Regions from separate parts of the Mus musculus genome. Here all the other regions are linked to region 2. Evidence: chromatin contacts called from public promoter capture Hi-C data. All regions are on one chromosome and are shown on one strand. The core of a region is the stretch at or near the end of the contact, and the rest is flanking DNA. Distances in the headings are between cores, read along the strand shown. Region 1 holds the start of Cul5 (cullin 5). Region 2 holds the start of Dlat (dihydrolipoamide S-acetyltransferase (E2 component of pyruvate dehydrogenase complex)). Region 3 holds the start of Wdr61 (WD repeat domain 61).

Region 1 (3,980 bases), core at 295-2,794, 3.0 Mb before region 2:
TATGTGAGTATACTGGGCCATCTCTCTAGCCTTTACATTTAATTTTTGCCATAGCACTATGCTATAGATGTTTTAATACTAATTTCACAAACAAGATAACTAAGGCCCATTGTGAAGTAGCAGATTTTTTTTTTAAGATTTATTTATTTTATGCATATGGGTACGCTGTAGCCGTCTTCAGACACACCAGAAGAGGGCATTGGATCCCATTACAGATGGTTGTGAGCCACCATGTGGTTGCTGGGAATTGAACTGAGGACCTATGGAAGAGCAGTCAGTGCTCTTAACCACTGAGCTATCTCTTCAGTCCTAAAGTAGCAAATCTTAACTCACTTTAAGTGCTATATTGTTTAGATAGGGGTCTCACTTTATAGCTCTAATTGGCCTGGAACTTAAGAGTGTGCTAGGATTAAAGGCATGCTCCACCACACCCAGCACGAAGCAGATATAAAGAACTCTTGGCCTTTTCCGAGGGAGGCGTATACCTATAATCCCACCAGTCACTCTGGAGGCAGAGGCAGGCAGAACTCTAGAGTTCTAGGTCAACTTGGTCTACATACAGAATTCCTGGCCATCCAAGAATACATAGAAAGTCTTCTTTAAACATAGCTACCTGGAATGCTTGGGGCAAAAGGAGTTTTCAGGCATAATATATGAAATAAAATCCTTCAGAGTGGAGCCTGAAAGTCTGCTTTTCTAAGTAGCACCCCAGGTTATATTAATATAAAGAATGCACTAGCAACGTTTGAGAAACTTTTGTTTTCTTGGGTTTTTTGACCTAGCTGTTCTGAAACTTGCTCTGTAGACCAGGCTGTCCCCAATCTTACGGAGATCCTCTTGCCTCTGCTTTGAGTACTGAGACTAAAATTGTTGGACAGTGAGAGATGAGTTTCAAAGAAACAAATTTGATACCAGGTGGTGGTTTCCCACACCTTTAATCCCAACACTTGGGAGGCAGAGGCACCTACCTCCACTCTCCGAGTTCAAGACCAGCCTGGTCTACAGATGGCGTTTCAGTACAGCCAGGGCTACATAGAGAAACTGTCAAAAACCAATCCAACCAACCAACCAAGCAACTAAAACCCCCAAAGGGTAGTATTAGGAACTTGCATAATGCATTAAATAACAGCTAACCTGAGAGATCCCTGTATAAATTACATTCTCTTCCCTTGATCAGAGATTCGTGATCAGAAGCGATGCAATTTGGAGAAAATACTATAGGGTGCTCTAGGATATGTCTTAAGGAACCCAAGATTAACAATCACTTCTTGAACAAGCAGGGTTTTTTTTTTTGTTTATAGGAATAACAGTACGTTTGTGCATCATTTATTAATTGACTGGGCGCCTTCTCTCAGTCAGCATTTCCTGAGGACAGCAGTAAGAAGCCTTCCAGGCTAATCTAATCCTGAGCTCTGAATAGCCATTCCGATCTGGGGCGAGCGCGTGAGGGCTGCGCCGGCTCCAGCCAGCAGAGGGCGCGCTCGCACCCTCCGCGCGGGCCTCGGGACCCAGTGGCTTGCTGTCGCCTGGGTTGCTCCCGAGCACGCCCCCGCCCGCCGCGTCACGTGACGCCGCCACGGACCCTGAGGTGCGGGCCCTAAGCCGAGATAAAGTCGTTGCCGGCGGCCCAAGCGGGTGCAAGCCCAGCGGCAGAAGCGAAGGCGAGCTGGGGAGGCCCGAGGAAGTGGCTACTACCTCTTCCCGGTCTGGTCGGCTCCCGGTCCCTTCCCACCATTCGCCGCTCGCGTCTCCTCAAGCGTTTGCATGCGCTCTCTCGCGTGGGCAGGCCGGGGTGACCATGTAGCTGGAAAGCCCGAGGAAGCACGGCTGCCCGGGACGAGCTCGGCGCTGACGGCACGCCGCTCCGGCGTCCCCCGCATCCCCCGCCGCGGCCTGCGGGGTCCTGCTGGGAACCCCGGCCTCTCGAGGAGGCCTGGCCCCGAGCGCCGCCAAGTCTCGCCCCGTCTCGCGAGAGTCCAAGTTGAGAACATGGCGACGTCTAATCTGTTAAAGGTAAGTCCCCCCGGCTGCAGCCGGGCTTTTGCCCGGCCATCGATGCGCTCGGCTCCCGGGGAAGGACCGGGCTCCGTGGGAGCGGCAAGATGTGTATGAGGAGAGCGGTTCGGGGTTGTCCACCGGAATGAGCCGGGGTGGCTGTTGCCCGAGCACCCCGACGCCGGGCCCTGGCCTCGGGGGTCCAGAGGACCTGGTGGGTTCCTCCCGCCGGCTCACCGACTCGCAGCGATGCTTTCAAGGGACCAACCCCGGCTGGGAGCGAGAGCAGTGTCGCTGGGCCGCACCAACCCATCATTGTGACTCTTGGGGCCCGTCCCTTCTGAATGGAGTGTCAAAGACATAATAGGGGAAAAAAATCCCAGCAAAATGCTGCCTAGCAGGTTTCAATGGCTGGTCCCCCCATGCTCCCCCAACCCCATTCCTTAATTTCTGTTCGCACTCTGCAGGAACTGTGAGTTAGACAGCAGTGCCTGCCTGCCACTTCACCTCTTTCCTCCCTTCTCTGAATGTCACACCTTCCCACCAGTTCTCTCACGCCTGGCCGTCTATTTCCACCTTTTCTCTGTCCCTTGAGGAACTGTCTCCCAATCCTGACCTCCCTTATAGGACATCGATGGCACCCGATCAAGTGCTGCTGTCCATCCTTTTAGGGTGTAGAAAAGTTTTCATTTAAAGAAAGCATTGAAAAGTTGTAAATGCCAGGAGAGTCCCAGGGCGAGCAGGTTATGTAGAATCATCTCTAAAAAAATGAGGATTGAGGAAGACAATTGAGGCGAGTTTGTGTTTTTTAGTAAGAATTCTGACCTGAACTTACTAACTGAAATATGGGACTAGTGATTACCTGAGGGGACATAAACACTATGTTCGCAGGCTGTGTGAATTAATAATAATAATAATAGATAATAATAGATAATGCTCCCTCCCCCCTAAAAAAGGGTCTCATTGGACCCGTCTTGCCAGAACTTGCTGTGTAACCTAGCTGGCCTTGAAGTCACAGAAATCCATTGTCTACACTGAGGCTGAGGGGAATGAAAAGGCCTACCTGACCCAGCTAGGAGTAAAGATAACTAGGATGATTTTTAAAGCTCTGCATTCCAATATGGTAGCACATACCTTTAGTCCCAACGCTCTTTTTTTTTTTTTTTTAAGATTTATTTAAGTATATGAGTACACTGTAGCTGTACAGATGGTTGTGAGCCACCATGTGGTTGCTGGGATTTGATCTCAGGACCTAGGAAGAGCAGTTAGTGCTCTTAACCACTGAGCCATCTCACCAGCCCTAGTCCCAACATTTTTGAAGCTGAGGCAGGCTGATCTCTGAATCCAGGCCAGTCAGGGCTGTCATTAGAGCCTGACTCAAAGCAAGAGAGAAAAAGAAGTACTGTAACTTCATGACAATATACTGGAAAGACCAGTAACCAACTGAGTGAAGTCAGATGCCAGAAATAGGAATTTTCAAAAAGATCTTTGTAGCTTTACCTGATCTTGGTACTCACTGTGTAGACCAGGCTGCTCTTGAACTTAAGAGAGGATTCTGGGTGTTCCCCACAAGGCCTGGCTGATAGTCTGATTTTCTATAGCTAGTACTGTTGTAATATGAAGGACATAATAAACAGACATTTGATTCTGTTATCTCTACATTGTCAAACATTTACCTATTTTAGTTGTTGGAACTTTTGGGGAGAGGGATTCCAAATACTCATATTTTGAAAAGTACTAATCATAAAATGGGGAGACTGAAGTTTGTCTTTGGAATATGTGAGGACCAGCCAGGGTCTGTCTATGATTTAATATATGGGATTATTAAATTCAGGGCTGTTACTACCTTGAGTAGCTATAGAGCTTACTGGGGAGTGGCCAAATTAGCATATTTTTTGTTGGACTAGTATATTGGCTTATTTGAGAAATGCCTTGGACTTATGCAAGTAGATTTTACCAAAGAGAGAATTAGCATGTCCATCGGT
Region 2 (3,710 bases), core at 936-3,435:
TCAAGGGCTAAGAATTTTAAGATTTTTTTTTTTTTAAGATAGAGTACATGTAGGTAGCCCAGGCTAGCCCCAAAGTGGCCATCTGGTGCTTGAACAACAGAACAACAGTCATGTACACCATACTGGCTATCAGTTGTAACTTTTTGTCCTCCCAATTTCTTCTTGTGTTCTTGGTATTCTCTGACCATCTGTACACTGAGGAATTGGTAGACATTCAGAGCACGCTTCCTCCTAATTTAATGTCACTTTCAGTTCAGGAATGATAAGGCTAATTACATAACCCATCCAATGGATACATATTGCATAAATGTTGCACATAAATCATTACTCAATAACTGAAAGTCAAGCACTCAGCAGGATTACTGCTATACTAATTCAGAAGACAAGGAGAAACAGCACATAAGATCTTCATCTGCCTCACACATTAGTAAGTTTTGTTTTTTTTTTAATCTGATGTGTGTACCGCATCAGAAGGTCTGTTCGTGACTGCACAGCATACAAAGGTGACGTCACCAAGTGTTGATGCTGCTCAGTGACACTAGGATAGAAAATGAGGGAAAATATACAATATTTATCTGAGACCGAGTTAATTTGCTTAATTAAGTTGCATCCATTTTGTGAATGACAAACCCCATTATTTGTGACTGAAAAAAAATTACATTGTGTCTATACCCATTTTCAATAGACATTCTTTTAGGATGGACACATAGTTTAGTCCTATAAATGAGATACCCGTGTGAACTGTGCTGTCAGTCTAAAAAAAAATCGCTTAAATAGTTACTACAATACATAGAGTTGATTTATAGTTGTCAATATTGAGGATGCTGCTTCAGATAAATATGTACCATATGAGCTGGCAAGATAGCTCAGTGTTGGTCTGGAGAGATGGAGTTGGTTAGCATATACACAGAAAATAATGTCATAATTTAATATATATATATATATATATATATATATATATATATATATATATATATTATATATATACATAGAATAGGAAAATCTAGGGAGACATTTACTGGAAAATTTAGTCCTAATCTCAAACCAAAATTCACTGATTGATTTTCTATGAAATTCAAATCAGCCACGGCAATTTTAAAATCCAAATACTCATAACAATTCAACCTAAAGATTATACTACTATAATGTTTATATAGAAGGGATAACTGTGGGAAATGTCTTTCTGCAATTAAATCATTATGCTCACGTGAGAGCAGAACACTTTGTACAGTAAAACCAGTGCGAATCACACCATACACGGGGAATCTGTGCCAAGGTGTTTCAGGCAGTGTTGGCTGGCCTCGTGTGACACCGAGGGCATGGCAGTACAAAGGGCACGGGTGTCCTCACAGCCACAGCTGCAGCGACGCGGTAGGATTCAGTGTAGGCAGCAGTAGTGAGAAACAACCTAGGTTGGCGCGGCTGGGTTCGGCAGCTTTTCACTGTTGCCATTTTTTTTCTTTTGACCCCACATTGTTACTCCATAGTTTAAGAAAGGTTTCTGTTGTTGTTTTCCTATTGAATTCACAGAACTGCGGGACAGCACGACAACGACTTTCGCAAAGTTGTATCTTAAACCTTTCTTTAAAAAAAAAAAAAAAAAGAATCTCAGTATGTAGCCCAAGCTGGCCTGGCAATGAACAGCATTAAACCAGGCTGTCCTGGAATCTAGGGTTCCACCTGCCTCTGTCTCCGTAATGCTATAATTAAAGGAATGTGTGTGTGTTAAAATATTTTCGCTATTTAAGAGGATACGGTGGAAATCTGGGGGTAATAAAACTGCTTTTTACAAACAAGTATCTTTATAGAGGAAATATAATTAGTCTTCTGTGACTAACTGGAAATGTGAAAATGTACCTTTCTCTTGGCTGCCCTTCACATCATTTGGCTGAAAACCCTGCTGCTCCCGTTTCCGGTGGGTTAGGGACCTAGGACAGCCTGCACGGGGCGGGCTCTGCAGCCAAGGGTCACCCCCTGATCCCCCGTCACTCGAGGGCCTTTCCTTTCTCCAACTTTCCAAGGTGCGCCCGCACCCATCGACCTAAAGCTTTGCATTACTGTCAGCCCGGGCTCTTTTCCCCAGCTTTTTCTTAAAGCAAAGGCGGTCGTTCCCTTTGGCACCGCCTCCCTGCCCTCAGGCTGCAGCCGGTCCGACTCTCGGGTCCCTTAGAGCGGCCCTGGTCCGTACTTCCCATCCTCTGCGACACCTCTCCTAGGGCCTTTCCCGTTTCTCCCAAACGTGCACCGCCCCCGCACTGCCTCGCAGCGCCTTCGTCACCGCAGATCCTAAGCGGCAGCCTCCCGTCCCTCTCGGGTGTCTCCGACGCGTCCCCCCCGCAGAGGGGCACGGAAACCCTACGTTCCGGTCGCCCGTCCAAGCAGCCGCTTTTACGACACTGCGCGACCGCAGTGCGCGGCTGACGGCAGAGCCGCGCTGCTCTTGGAGAGGTCACTCCGGAGACGGCGGAGCCTTTGGGGCGTGGGGGTCGGTGGCAGTAATGTGGCGCGTCTGTGCGCGGAGGGCGCGGAGTGCTGTGCCCAGGGATGGGTTCAGGGCTCGGTGGGCGGCCTTGAAGGAAGGCCCCGGGGCCCCATGCGGGAGCCCGCGGATTGGCCCCGCTGCGGTCCGTTGCGGTAGTGGGATCCCCCGCTATGGGGTCCGCTCCTTGTGCGGCTGGAGCTCCGGCTCCGGCACTGTCCCGCGTAACCGCTTGCTGCGACAACTCCTGGGGTCGCCCAGCCGCCGCTCTTACAGCCTCCCTCCGCATCAGAAGGTGAGTGACCCACCCTGGAGCCTGTTGTCCTTCAGAGCCCGCTCCTTGGCGTGGGGAATCCTCCTTGAGAGGCCTCCGACAGCCAGCTCCCTCCCAGATCTATTACGGTCCCTCGCCCAAGACCTTCCCAGTGGGCATCTTTTCTATTGAAAGAGGTCTAAGCCTGCGGCTATGGGCAAAAGGTCTGAGAAGTCTCACGTGCTTTCTCAGATCCACTAGACTGACTGGAGGATCAACCTGCCTCTGAAAGTCATGAATTTCTGGAGTGCTAGATCTCCCTTTGTATCTCCAGTGAACAGTTTGAAATGTGACTCAGTAAATACTCTGCATGAACTTGGGTGGAATGAAAGCACGCCGAGGGCTAAGTATGCCTGTTTAAATGTATGCTTCTTTTTCTGCAGGTTCCATTACCTTCCCTTTCCCCTACAATGCAGGCAGGCACCATAGCCCGCTGGGAAAAAAAAGAAGGGGAAAAAATCAGTGAGGGTGATCTAATTGCAGAGGTAAGTCTTAAAACACGCAGATTTTACCTAAGGGAGTGGCTTTGCTGAATAGACTAAAGCTTAGCCTTCTGGTAGGTAGTTTCCTCTTTCTCTTTAAGAAGCAGCTCCCCTCCCACCTCCCCATTTATTAGAGATGATTGGTTAGCTACGTTGTCAGCAGCTAGCTAAATTGTTTTTGAGATCACGGTGTAACTCTGGCTGGCCTGCAATGCTCAGAGATATCCCCCCCCACCCCCAATGTTACAATGTTAGCAATGCCTAGCTTCTACCCAAAATGTTTTTAAACCGTTCTTTCAAGTCTGTGGTAGTGGGTTTTATCTTCGTATGGATTTCTAGACACATTCCAGTTAACTGCCTCTTGGCAGTACAAACCTAAGCCAGTGCTTTTGTGCTAACAGGTTGAAACTGATAAAGCCACTGTTGGGTTTGAGAG
Region 3 (3,942 bases), core at 670-3,169, 4.1 Mb before region 2:
AATCCTTTCTGCTGGGCACATGGCGACCTCCCTGTCCTTGTAGGTGTAGACTGAGGCTGTAACTCCGTGGTGAGCCTGTAAGAGGGAGTCAGGTGTGGCAGACATGAGCCTGAAATGCTTCTACACACACGTGACTCTGGGCTGCGTGGTGACACTGCTGTTCTGTGTCACTCTGCTTGCTTCGTCCTGTCTCTGGGTTTGCTCTGTCCAAGCTCGTTGGAAAAGCAGTAAGCCATTTTTTAGGAAGAACCAGAATCCTGGGGCCATGGCCTTCCAAAGAAGGACTGGGTATACTTTCAGAGCCTTTCAGGACAGGGCACACAGCTCTGTCACACCCGCTGTCTTCAGTTTTGCTTGATTTTATTGTGAAATCTTTTCATTGTCTTTTGACCTGCAAGATCACAACTCTTCCTACAGATGTCTCAGTGATGCACAGTTACTCTGTCTCCCAGATTTGCTCTATAACACACATAGAGGAGATCTAGGAACTTTGATAGAAAAATAATTATATTTTTATTTCTCTTAACTTCTAGCAGAAAGGTGATGTTTTTCTTGATCACATATGTGCACAATAAACCAGGAGGCATTAACAGTAATTGACTTGGTCACTAAATCAAACCACAGTATTGTTCCTATTTTATTACAACCACTGAAGATAATTCAAAGCATTGTGTATGTGTATTGATACTTTGAAATCACAGACGGTATTAGATCTGTTGAGCTCAGGTAGGTGTGTTATTATTTTGCATATTTATGGCTATTTTGATGGAATTATTTCCCTTTAATCCTATGTGGATATTGATCCATTTATAAATATTATTCTGAGGCAGGACTCATAGTCTTGATTGCATGTCAAAGACATTCATTGTACATAAGAGGCCTGTTATTCTTGCTTCACAGTAGACCATGCTAATGACCTCATGTGCTTGGTGCTCTGACAGTAGAGAGGTGAAAGGTAGGGGTTTAATATAGTCTTTGAACAAGCATATCTGGAGTTCACATCATAATTATTCAGTCACTGAAGAGCACACGAATAATTCAATGTCCAAATTCTACTGGAATTCTCTCAGTTCTCTGTTTGGCATCTTGAAACAGCACTCTGAGGTATTTTTCGGCTTTGAGTTTGAACGACAGAGTTATAGCCAGGCCTGGTAGTGCAGGCCTGTCACTCTAGAGATACTGGAGACTGAAGCAATAGAAGCAGGAATCCAAGGACTGCCTATGCTACAGAGTTACAGAGTAAGTTATAGGCCAGCCTAGGCAATTTATTGAGAACTTGTTTCTAAATAAATAAATAGATGGCTGGGATGTAGGCCAGCAGGAGCATGCTTGCCTAGCATAGGCAACATCCTGGGTTTGAATTTATGCGCTATTAAAAAAAAATATATAGGGAATGGCTCAGCAGATAAAAGTGGCCGCCTTCAAGCCTGATGACTTGGGTTCCATTCCTGGGCTCCACGTGACAGAGACAACTAAGACACTCAAGTTGTCTTCTGACCTCCATTTCTACACCATGACATGTGTGCACACTCCCATACGTGCACACAACTTTTAACAATATTAAAATGTGGCACTTTAAAAATTACAGAGCTAGGTTGTTTTAGAAAACCTTTATTGTAATGATTTTCGAGCTTTTTGCTGTGGGAGATGGGGGGCGAGGCTGGGCTGGAAAGGAGAAGGAAAGAAAAAGAGGACGAAGAAAAAGCGGGGAAAAAAAAAAAAAGAAAGAAAAAAAAACAGAAGAAAAAACGAACCCGGGAAGTCATCAGAGAAGCTTTCTGAAGCCTGTTAGCAGCAGGCTGCCCTAGGTACTCCCCGCCCACTCTCCCTGGCTCCACCCTCACCCCAACCCCGCACGCCAAGGCAGCAGGGGGGCGCTCTGCCGGTCCCGCCCGCATCCCAGGAGAGGCCCCGCCCCTTCGTTAGCTCATCCACGAGCGCCACGGTCGTGCTCCACTGACGTCAGGCGTGCTGTGCGGCTGGCTGTACGGTGGTGAGTTGGTGTGCTGGGCAGAGTTGGGGAATGGTGGTCTTTGGTGCTGTTGCCTACTAGGGCGAGAGGGCGACTGAACCGGGAGAGTTGGAGGCCACCACAGCAGGTTTGTTCACGGAGGCTCCAGGAGTCCAAGGGTGGCTTTCGTGACTCTATTTAACTTGGCTAGTCCGCGAGGCACGAGTCCCAAGGGCAGACAGAAGGCCCATAGGTGGACTAATTTTGCTCCCAGATAATGTTTTGTGCATCCCGGAAATGAGGGTTGGCTTCTTTGCGGGGTGGGGAGGGGAGTAGTTTCCCCTTAGATAGAGGACTCTGGGGAGGGGAGTAGTTTCCCCTTAGATAGAGGACTCTCTTAATACCAGTCCTATAGTAGTTAGCCACGCTGTTAGGTAGCAAGCTTCACGTCATTGAACACTAAGCAGAGAGTGAGTTCCTTTTATTTCAAGTACCATGTGGTATGGTGCGTTACAGACGTGCCTGAGAAACTTTCATAGACGCATGGGTTAGTCTCTGGGAAGCCTGAAGAAGGACCTTTAAATCCAGCCCCGATAACTGGAAATTTTCCTAAAGAGAGAGATGGCATAGAGGCCTCTTGGGATTCTCTTGGTTCTGAAATTACCTGTCATGAGACATGTCTTAGTAGTAGGAACTGTGTATTTACCTACGCTTCCGTCAGCTGCTCTAAGCCTCTCTCTTCTAGCCAGAAGAACGGAGCTAGTAAGAGTGCCTACTAAACGGCGTTAAGGAAGGTTCAGTGAGCTAATCTGTATAATAGTTAAAATAGGATCTGATGCAGTACGTCCTCAAAGGTTCAGCCTGATGGAACTGCACACCCTATTTTGAGGGTAGCTTTTTAAAAGTTGACTCCCTATAAACCTTCTTACTTGTAAAATTGTCGTTTTTCTCTATTGCCAAGTGTGAGGTTCGTATGGGCAGAGAGGAGGCAGTATCACTAAGAGGGCTGGTCTTCATGCAGTTTGTGTCTCAACTTGTTTGAGCCAAATTGTCAGGAGAGCTTTCTAGTCTGGGCAAGGTCCTGTTCTTGAGTCACAAATCAGTAACAGTCACAAGTCAGCACACCTGATTAAGATCTCTTAGGCCAGGACTATTTAGAAATCATGTGTCTGTCTGAGTTTCTGTTCTTGGTAAACATTTGTTAGTCTTTGGTTTGCATATTTGAAGCAGGTAGCATGAGCCCAGATGTCTGAGCTGTATGTACGGCCTGTTAAGTGAGGATGGAACTGAGGGGCTGTGAACATGGATTAGAAGACAATTCACACTCTTATATTTGTTAATTTCTAGTTGAAATTTAGCATATTCTCCCATTATGTTATATTCTCACATAACAAGTATTAAATATGACTTTGTTAACGGCTTTAGCGATCACAGGTGTTTTCATATCAGAATGTTGTGATGGGATTGTTGTTTGTTTTGAGACAGGGTCTTGCCAGAAAGCCAGGCTTAGTACCTCCAAACAATTAGGATTACGGAACTGCTGGCAGGATGTTGTTTATGTCCTGAGGTTGCGGCATCTTTTAGACTTGCTGATTCTTATAGAATGTGATGATAAGGAGCCATGTGTGTTTTGCTCTCATAAGTTTGGTTTTCATGTTTTGACAAGATTGTTTTCCACATAGAGCCTATGCCTAGATTCTGTTTGTGAATTTTCATACTCGATTATATTTATTTATAATTTTAGAAGATGTGCAGGGTGTTGAATCTTTTGAGTCACGTGATGCCCAGTTCTGAGTTCGCTTCTGCCTTGTTTCTGCTCTCACTCTATGAGAAAGTGTCTTTTCTCTGGGGTTTAGTGCCATGCCTTCTCATTTTTGTGTTTTGGTTGCTTGTTTGGTTTTGGTAGTGAGCCCGTGGTGAAGGTAACCCTCTGGCATGGTGCCGGAGTGATAGCCCATGTTCTTGCCCAGTGCAAGAAAGCTGTAATGAGT

What was found. Promoter capture Hi-C pulls out the DNA fragments that hold promoters and counts their contacts.
Region 1: a contact with region 2 is called in a promoter capture Hi-C map of hippocampal neurons, with 5 times the contacts expected there. The contact joins the promoter of Cul5 here to the promoter of Dlat in region 2. A contact is called at or near these places in 4 of 39 promoter capture datasets (hippocampal neurons, liver and pre-B cells).
Region 3: a promoter capture Hi-C map of erythroid cells shows a contact between it and region 2, with 15 times the contacts expected there. The contact joins the promoter of Wdr61 here to the promoter of Dlat in region 2. A contact is called at or near these places in 2 of 39 promoter capture datasets (erythroid cells and pre-B cells).

What each region holds. Positions count from the first base shown.
Region 1 is chr9:53,665,071-53,669,050 of GRCm38.p6, reverse strand. It overlaps Cul5 (cullin 5), which reads left to right and starts at 1,544. Exons shown (of 19, transcript NM_027807.4): 1 at 1,544-2,013. The coding sequence starts at 1,990. It overlaps Gm16124 (predicted gene 16124), which reads right to left and starts at 1,958. Exons shown (of 2, transcript NR_166653.1): 1 at 1,696-1,958.
Region 2 is chr9:50,658,255-50,661,964 of GRCm38.p6, reverse strand. Dlat (dihydrolipoamide S-acetyltransferase (E2 component of pyruvate dehydrogenase complex)) reads left to right here and starts at 2,185. Exons shown (of 14, transcript NM_145614.4): 1 at 2,185-2,774; 2 at 3,176-3,277; 3 at 3,676-3,710. The coding sequence starts at 2,499.
Region 3 is chr9:54,732,526-54,736,467 of GRCm38.p6, reverse strand. Wdr61 (WD repeat domain 61) reads left to right here and starts at 1,919. Exons shown (of 11, transcript NM_023191.3): 1 at 1,919-1,993.